3 separate regions of the Rattus norvegicus genome follow, and all the other regions are linked to region 1. A link is a contact called in public Hi-C data. All regions are on one chromosome and are shown on one strand. Each heading gives the region's core, a stretch centred on a gene start, on an enhancer-like site or on the middle of the called end of the contact. The rest is flanking DNA. Distances are from core to core; before and after follow the strand shown.

Region 1 (2,900 bases), core at 192-2,691:
ATGATGTTAGTTGTATTCTAATCGGGGCTTTGGAAGACGGAAAAAGTCTCCTCGGAAAGGAGGCTGGGGGAAGAGGTTGAAAGAATTCCAGCAAGCACAGGAATTTATAAGAAACTAACAAACAACAACAACAATAACAACATCTTACAACATAAGTCTATTCCCGAGGAGGAAAGAAGATAGACTGCATTTTCGAGGCAGGGTAGCAACACTGTGTAACTCAAGGTGTGGAGGTTACCATCCAGTTCACAATCTGGGAGAGCCGTGCTCGCTGGTATCACACCACGTGTAACCCGTGCACCCAGACTCGGACAGATATGATTTAGGGCTTCTAAGTGAAAAAATAGACCTGCAGTGGTGTCCACCTAGGAGCCACAATCAAAGCCCAACTTCTCACAGAATCACGCTCTAAAGTATAATGATGTCTGGATTATGTCCAGGCTCCCATTTTATGGTTTTGCAAATGAAGCAGTTGAATGCCTGAAATGTCAGATGTCTTGCCCAAAGTCAACCGGCCCGTGGTAAGAAGTGACATACATTCTCCCTGCTTCCAGCACCTGGACAATGGGCCACTTTCCGGTACACCCCTTTAGTTTATCTGGATCTCAGAGTGAGTCTCCCTTGCGTTTAACATGAACTGGGCCCTTTCTAAAATGCTAAGCATGCCTGGGGAATACAAAAATTTTCCAAAGGGCCTGGCCTGTGAGCCCTATCAGAACGGAACTTGCCCCCATAACACAAAAACTTTGGTCCAGGAAATAGAGACTTGCCAGGCACATGTCCAAGCCTTTCTCCGGCCAGTGTGTTTACAGCTTATAGAACAAATGTGGTTTGTCCCTGCTGCAGTTGACTGACTTAACCCGCCTTGGTTTATTGGTTAAATATTTACTCATCAATATATTTAAAAGCCATATTATTTACACAATAGGCCTGGCACTATTCTGGACCGTTGGTAATAATTACCTATTTGAAATCAGGCCATCCAAGGTGAGAAAACCAATGACCATTAGCAGAAAGAATGAGAAACTTACAGGTTACTGAAGTGGGCCTTTAATTTAAGTTTTATTTTTAGCACAGTGCTGCTACTCTTCCTGATGGGAGTTTTATGTATATTTGAATGTGTGTGGTACGAGTCAAGGGGAAGGAGAGAGTAGCCTTTTTACCAAAAACCAACGCAATGAAACCACTTTAGGAACAAGCTCCCTGCCAAATTTCTTACTGAAATCAAAGACACCTTTGAGTTCATTGCCCAAGAGCAGGGCAAAAGGCACCTGCAGTCACGTCTGTTTCTCATTTGGTTCCCGTGTAACTCAGATGCCCTGTGGATTAAATGAAACCTTCCCCCCGAGTTGAAATCATGTCTACCACGTGTCGGCTCAGCTGGAGTTTAGAAACAGGAGCCGAGAGAGTGCCATTCAAATAGGCAACTCTGGTTTTCCCCAACTGTAACCTGAACTGGAGAGTCAGGTTCTAAGAACCGTGCCCTTGCTTCTCTGTAAAGGATACTACAGGCAGAACCCTGTTTGCATCAGCTCCCACAGAAGCTCTCCCAAGAGAAGGCCATGGCAAGCAGCACAGTGTTAAGGATGCTTCGTCAGCAGCCCTTGACCTGTGCATGAATTTGCAGCCATATCCTGACACAGAGAATGGAGTACAACCGGAACCACCATCAAACCCCAGGAGGCTGTCACAAGCGACTATGCTGTGTAGGTGCTGCTGTGGGCTGTTTGAGAGTGAAAAGGATTGTGGTTGTCAGAGAAATTGCATTAGGTAAGGTAGGACCCAGCTCTTATATGAAGATCCCAGACCAAATTCTTCTCAGGTTTAAACCCCAAGTACCCTCTTAAATATCCACCTTAATCCTGAATCTTGTCCCTTTGGTCACAGTTTTAAACATTAATGTCTCGTTTCACCCTTCCTTCCTCACATTGATTCAACAAGCATGCAGCAAGTGCCTACTCTGTGCCGTCCAGTGACAGCATCCAGAAACCAGCAAGGACACTGTTTCGGAGGAGTGTCTCTTTAGCTGAGGAGGAGGATGTTCTGGCTTTGAACTAGCTCTGTGAATGCGTGCTCCAGATAAAGTCAAGCCTCCATGTGGTATTCCAGATTTAAATGGGATAAATCAGGATGTGATAATGTGCTTCAAAAAAAAAGATTCAATATTTTACTTTTAAAAAAAAAAAGTCAGAGAAGGATTCCCTTTTAATCTAAACTGCCTTCAGCCCTACCCCCTTCTCACCAAGTGTATTAGTCAGGGTTCTCTAGAGAAACAGAACTGATAGAATGAAATGTATGGATATATGTACATATATATATTTGAAATAAATACCTATATTTCATTCATGAGAAACACTTTCTTTTTCAGGATCCAGGATATCTGAGAGGCTACTTGGGATTTAACCCTGGAAAGAATTTGGTCTGAGAGAGAGACAGAGAGATACAGAGAGGGAGAGATATACACACAGAGAGATAGAGATAGAGATAGATAGGGAGGGAGGGAGGGAGAGAGAGAGAGAGAGAGAGAGAGAGAGAGAGAGAGAGAGAGAGAGAGAGAGGTTAGAATGGCTTACAAGCTGTGGCCCAGCTAGTCCAACAATGGCTGTCTAACAACAGAAAGTCTAGGAATGCATTACTTGTTCAATCTTAGCTGATCTTCAGTAGACGAAGGAATCCTGGAGAAGTAGGTTCTAATGCCAGTGAAGAAACAGCCTTGCTACAGAGGACAAATAGGAAAAGAGAGCAAATGTCCTTCTTCCATGTCCTTTTTATAGGTCCCCCAGGTGTGGCCCATATTAAAGGTCTTCTTCCCACCTCAAAAGATCTGGATTACAGTGGTCTTCCCAATTCAATTGATTCAATTAAAAAAAAAAACCTCCACAGGTGTGTCCACCCACTTG
Region 2 (3,100 bases), core at 105-2,604, 160 kb before region 1:
GAGGGTTCCCAGGTCCCCAGGACCCATCTGAGGGTTCCCAGGTCCCCAGGATCCGTCTGAGGGTTCCCAGGTCCCCAGGACCCATCTGAGGGTTCCCAGGTCCCCAGGACCCATCTGAGGGTTCCCAGGTCCCCAGGATCCGTCTGAGGGTTCCCAGGTCCCCAGGACCCATCTGAGGGTTCCCAGGTCCCCAGGATCCGTCTGAGGGTTCCCAGGTCCCCAGGACCCATCTGAGGGTTCCCAGGTCCCAGTGTTCATCTTTGGTAGTAGCAAGTTTACTAACTATGAGAACAGACACTTCAGTATGAACCAAAAGAACAGAGAAGTCTCTATCTTAGCTTAAACAGATTGCTGGTTGAATGAGGAAGATTTTAGGCAAGAAACAGAGGGTCTGTTGCAATTTATTTTTCAGAGGAATTAAGTCTCAATCTAGAATGATGTAAGAACATCACAGATCATGTATCATTCTGACAGAGACAGTGAGGTAGAAACAAGGAATGTCAAGAACTTACAATCAGAATGGAGCTCATTTCTGTACACCGGGAAGAATCTACATGGAGCTCTACCTTCTGTCTTTACTTTTCACTTCTTAAGTTTGGGAAGGAAGCAAGTATCTCTCCGATCTGCCCACCACCACTCCCTAAACATCATAATCACCCTTGTGAGGGAATCACCATACATTATGGGGAAACAGAATGCCTTATCAAGGAAATGGTGGTCTTCCTCCACAAGTGTCTGAGAGAAAAGTTCTCACTGAAGGAACAGTTTAAGTGCAGTCATTATTGGAGCACCTTAATAGCCTTCTGAAGTTCCTTTTGTATTTCCAGATTCTTCCATTCTACTCTGTCTCTGAGAAAAACAAAGCACTGAGAAGTCTCCTAGCAAGCCGGCAAGAAAGTAAGAACTACGTCTGAGATCAGATGCAGAACTAATCTTTGATTTAATCCTACTAAGCCTTGTGCCCAGTATTTCAGAGTTGGTCTGGGTCCAATGTAGACAGAGGTTAAACAAATTAGCACACGCACTGATGGTGGGAGTGGCATTTTCAGAGTTATTTGAAGATTATGTCCACCTTGCCAGCTCAGACTTGCAGCAAGTAAGTAAACTTAGATTAACCCTAGATTAATCCAAAGACAAAAGAACCTTCAGCCAGAAGACTGAGATAGGAGTGGGGATGGGGAGAAAAGTATGCTCTGTCCTAATCACTGGGAGAGAGCCCGCCATCCATCTGAGCCAAGTCTGTCCTGATCTATAATGAGATCAATTGTATCTGAAGCTCTTTGGGTCCTGGCAGCAGGACAGGCCCAGCAGGGCAGCAATGAAGAGCGATGACCTCACTGAAGAGCACAGCCAAGGCCACAAACCTCCATTTCTGGTTCTCCCTTCCACCCTCCCTCCTCTCTTTAGCCACTGCTGGACTGCCTGTTGCCCAGCAAGGCAGAGCTAGTCTTCAAAGTAAACTATCAATGCTCTGCACTTGCAATCTCTTTTCCAATGAGCCTAGGAAGAGCTTTTCTATGTTATAGTCACCTGAAATGTTACGTAACTTGAGGCACTTGCTGACAGGAACCTGGTGTGACTGTACCTTGGGAGGTTTGGCCAGCAACTGACCAATGCAGATGTGGATGCTTGGAGCCAACCTTCAGAGCTCAGAGACCTTGGTGGGGGAGCTGGCAGAAGGACTGAAGGAGCAGAGGGGAATTGCAACCCCATAGGAAGAGCAATATCAGCTGGCCGAATTACCCAGAGCTCCCAGGGACTAGACTACTAACCAAGAGTGTACAGGGAGGGATCCATGGCTCCAGATACATATGTAGCAGAGAATAGCCTTGTCTGACAATCAGTGGGAGGGGAGGCCCTTGGTTCTGTGGAGGTTTGATGCCCTAGTACAGGTGGATGTTAGAGCGGTGGGGCAGGAGAAGGTGGCATGGGTGGGAGAATACCCTCATAGAGACAGTGGAGGAGGAGGAGGAGAGTGTGGATGTGGGATGAGGGGTTTGTGGAGGGGTAACTGGGAGGTGGAATATCATTTGAGATGTAAACGAGTTGAATGATTAATTTAAAAAAAGAGAGAAATTAGCCAATATATATATATATATTCAACCTCTATAAATCAGCTTTATGGGAAATATTTAGCCACCTCCCCATCCCCTTCGACATGAAATACTTATGAAATACTTCTGCCTAAATACATTCAATTATTCCATGGACATGGAGGACTAAGGGCATGGCTTCTAGGCTCTACCTCAGAATAAAAGCCAAGATTCCATATCACCCTAACCTTTCACTTCTTTCCTTTCTTACATACTACAGAAATGCAGAATGAGAATATCTTTGTGAGCCATTTTGATTAGTGATTCCACAAGAGTGTAATTGGTGTAAAGGAGAACCACAGAAAGGGTGCACAAGCTCTAAGTCATCTGGGTGCTGGGAAAGCAGAATTTCCCTATTAGGAGAAGAAGAAAATGCTTAGGGAGAGAGTCCTATGCCAACACATTTCTACAAAAAAAAATGACATAGAAGGCCTTTTGGATTCCAGATAACTCTTACAAAATATTTTGATGGATTAAATGCAAAAAGTGAATCAAGCATATGGATTAAATTTTCATTAAAATACAGATGGGATTTTTGTTATTAAATTAAGTAAAATGTTTGGCAAAGTAGATTTGGTTTTGGCCAATCCCAGGGACATTTGAAAAACAATTTTGAGCTATTCAGTGAACTAAGCCGAAAGCCAAGCTTAGCCCATCTTTAGAGTTTGGAAGAACTGAAATCTGGCTTATAGGGATCTGATTCAGTGTCAAATATGTTACTTAAACACCAAAAGTGCCTACGTGCTTCGAGAATACAGTTGACTTGCCCAAAAGTTATTGAGTAACTCAGATGCCTGGTACATAAAAGGCAGCAATCCACTGACCTGAGAAGAGGTGAGCCACATCCTTCCCCCATCCAGATATTAAGGACTGACTCAAAGCCAGAGGTCTCTGTATTTACAAATGTGCTGTCTAGCCTAGAAAACTGACCCCAGACAGCAACTGACTAGGAAACAGTCACTGAGGAGAAAAGAGATCAACACAGTTGGCTGGTTGACAAGGGGCTT
Region 3 (2,965 bases), core at 456-2,955, 210 kb before region 1:
GGCTTAATTCAGTATATGGACAAAAAAGAGCTGGGTTGTTAAAACAGATGACTTTCATTAGGTACAAATTATAGTGTATTAAATTTGTTGAAAGTTATTAATTAAAGGAAACTTAGTGATAGATGATTATAAAACTAAGTTTTTGGTTTCAACTTCAAAATGTTTTCTATTCTTGGCTAACTCTGAGAGAAAAGCAGGCAAATGGTTCTGTCACTAATGTCTTTTCTGGAATCAGCAAATGCTCTATTAACTGAAAAGACTTTTAAAACAGCCCAACTGTATACCCAGAGGAAAAGCTGCATTTCTTTTCTATGGGTCCTTTGTAGAAGATATCCCATCTTTAAAATAATAACAAAAATATTGTATCCCTTCTCAAAAAGCATCAGTCCTGGAAAAGATATTTTGAGGTCAGATATTGGGGAAGTCATCTAATATATTTCCCCCCAAAGATCTTTCCAAACCAAAAGGAAGGAAGGAAATGAACGAGATGGGGAGAGAGTGGGAATGGGAAAGAAGGGAGTAAGGGAGAGAAGAGCAACAGGAGGAGGGGGAGGAGGAGAAAGAGGAGGAGAAAAAGCGAAAGCCATAGAAGAGGCAACACATATAAAATAGGAGAGATTCAAGCCATCCTCCAAGGCTAAAGTCTAAAGAGTCAATGAACTAGATCTCAGTCACATCCACTGTGTGCCAACATCAGGGAGCGGGGGGCGGGGGTCCCTGTACCTCTTTTCCATTAGCATACCTAGTCCAGTATTTTACCCCTTAATACATACAAAAGATCCCACAGGACTCCAAGCGACAACCCAGCTGTCCCTGAAGTTTGTAAACATTAAAAACCACTGCAGGGACACAGTGGCTGGCCCCAGACTGCCAGTGACATAGGGAACCCTCCACCTCTGTGAGGAAGTCCCGATCAATCTTCAGCCAAGTGCAACCTGTCTCTGCACGCAGTGCCCGAACCACCTGGAGCAGATTCTCCTCAGTCCGGGGAGATGATTGCTCGAACATCCTGTTTCTTTTCTCCACCAAGCTGAGAGCTTGCCAATCATCAGCCAGTTAATCTTGTGAAGAAAACAGGCAAACTGTGAGACTTCAGAACATGTATCTGCAAACCCAAACCTTATGGCTGCTTCGGCTCTGGTTAGCCTCAAAGCGACAAGTGACTTCCATAGTCAACTTCTCAACAATGAATGCTGTGACATTCAATGGGGGGTTTCAGTCAGGTGGGCAAAGGCAGAGGAAAGAAATTGGGAAAGATGACATGGAACTAGTTGTCTCTTAAGAACTGAGATTGTTTTCTGGGCAGTAGGTGTGAGAAATAAAGCCTTCTGCAGACACAAGAAACAGGTTTTGGTAATATTCATTTTACCCGCAAAGGCTCTGAATGCCCATCAGACAAAGGTTGCTTTTTTCTCCACAGAGTGAGTGATAGCATGGACTTGGCTGTGGGGACTGCAAAGGTGTTTGGCCACTGTGAATGCATGGGCTTTGGGAAGAGCTTGCCAAATCCCCTTAAGGTTTATGGAAGTCAAGAAGCCACAGAATTCCAACTCTGGTCCCATTTCTCAAGTTCGACTGAAGGTTTTGTACTTGAAGTTGACTGGCTTTTTTGTATTTTGATTTTTCATTAACACAGAAGGCTCGCTGTTGGCAATCACACCCGGGAATGTCCTTGCTGGAGCTTAACATTCCAGCACATTCTACATTGCCTAATGATGAAGCTGTGGTTTGCCAGGAAAGGATTTTTTTAACGCTTTCCTTCTAGAACTGGGTAGAACTATCCCCGGTGCAAACCTCAGCTAGTTCAAACAGAGCTTCTGTAATGGCAGAGGGAGAGAAAAGCTGCTATAAATACTTTTATGGGCTGCAGAGGTGATTTACAACCGGCTTTATTAATCCTATAAAAAGGCACAGCTGAACGCCTTTGAGTTGCATGTGCACAGATGACTAATTAAATACACAGTTAAAAGTCTTGACCCAGCACAATTCTGACCATTAAAGAAATAAGTCTTGAATTCCCCTGCAGGCAGAAGTTTTTGGATGGATTTGTGGGTTGAAAGGAGTGGGAGATAGGTAGAAGGGGGAGGTTGACATTGTGGATCATGGAAGGTAGTGTGTACAAGGGGAAATTTAGTGACCATTTTCTCCCTACCCAGAATAATGGCAGCAGTATGACTGCCCCAGACTGCCAAAGGCCACTTTGCCTGATCTCTGACTGTAACAAGGTTGTGGTCGGTGTGAGGAGAATAAAGAAAAGCACCGTGGCAATAATAGGGAAAATAGAATCCCCATGTCGATAGGGGAATAGAGTAGTTCAACCTTGTCTTGCTCTCCCACTTGCTCCTCAGCCCTCACCGTTGATGTCTCCTTTCAGAAACTGAGGCTCAAGGATGAAAGCCTCCCCACGCCCCAACTAGCAACACAACAGGCTGAGGTTAAGGCCAGGACAAGGACCCAGAGGTGACCTCTAGAACATTCTCCTTTTGGGAGACACCATCCATTCCCCCAGCCCTGTTGCCAGGAGACACAACATGTTTCGGTGTGGGGAGAGGGGATTAGTGGAAGGCAAGTGAGGTAGGCTGCATTTCCAAAGGCAAAATGTTTGCCAAACCATTTATCAGAAACATAAAAGGCCCTTTCAGTTTTCAGGTTCTTGGAAGGGACTAGAAGAGGAGGGAGTGGCCTTTCCCATCAGGGGACAAGCTGCAACAATTCTTCTATCAGCTCTGCGAGGTTTGCTTTGTTAGTTGGCCCCTTCACAAAGTCTGGCTCTGTGAAAATACTTTTAGAAGCTCCCATACCAAGCTGTGAACGTGTGCTACGAGACCGCTGGGTATGGGGGGTTGGGTAGACTATTGTAGGGTTATGTAAGCCAGCCAAATGCTTCTTCTGCAATGTCCAGGGTGCCTCCCAACCTCACCACTACTCAAACTGGGAGAATGATTGAGGACTATTTTTTCCCTTT

The links. Hi-C and Micro-C count contacts between places; a contact is called where the count stands out from the background.
Region 2: a Hi-C map of liver shows a contact between it and region 1, with 3 times the contacts expected there. The contact joins two enhancer-like sites. A contact is called at or near these places in 2 of 12 Hi-C or Micro-C datasets (kidney and liver).
Region 3: a contact with region 1 is called in a Hi-C map of liver, with 2.2 times the contacts expected there. The contact joins two enhancer-like sites. A contact is called at or near these places in 3 of 12 Hi-C or Micro-C datasets (kidney and liver).

Annotation. Positions count from the first base shown.
Region 1 is chr2:34,126,897-34,129,796 of GRCr8, reverse strand. No RefSeq gene overlaps it. Among named protein-coding and RNA genes, the nearest start is that of Rpl21l6, 130 kb to the left of the region's middle. Within about 2 kb of position 1,441, at least 16 of the 93 cell types and tissues checked have an H3K27ac peak or open chromatin away from gene starts, as enhancers often do. A contact at or near this core is called in liver, where this site is marked.
Region 2 is chr2:34,286,580-34,289,679 of GRCr8, reverse strand. No RefSeq gene overlaps it. Among named protein-coding and RNA genes, the nearest start is that of Rpl21l6, 25 kb to the right of the region's middle. Within about 2 kb of position 1,354, at least 11 of the 93 cell types and tissues checked have an H3K27ac peak or open chromatin away from gene starts, as enhancers often do. A contact at or near this core is called in liver, where this site is marked.
Region 3 is chr2:34,337,466-34,340,430 of GRCr8, reverse strand. No RefSeq gene overlaps it. Among named protein-coding and RNA genes, the nearest start is that of Rpl21l6, 76 kb to the right of the region's middle. Within about 2 kb of position 1,705, at least 11 of the 93 cell types and tissues checked have an H3K27ac peak or open chromatin away from gene starts, as enhancers often do. A contact at or near this core is called in liver, where this site is marked.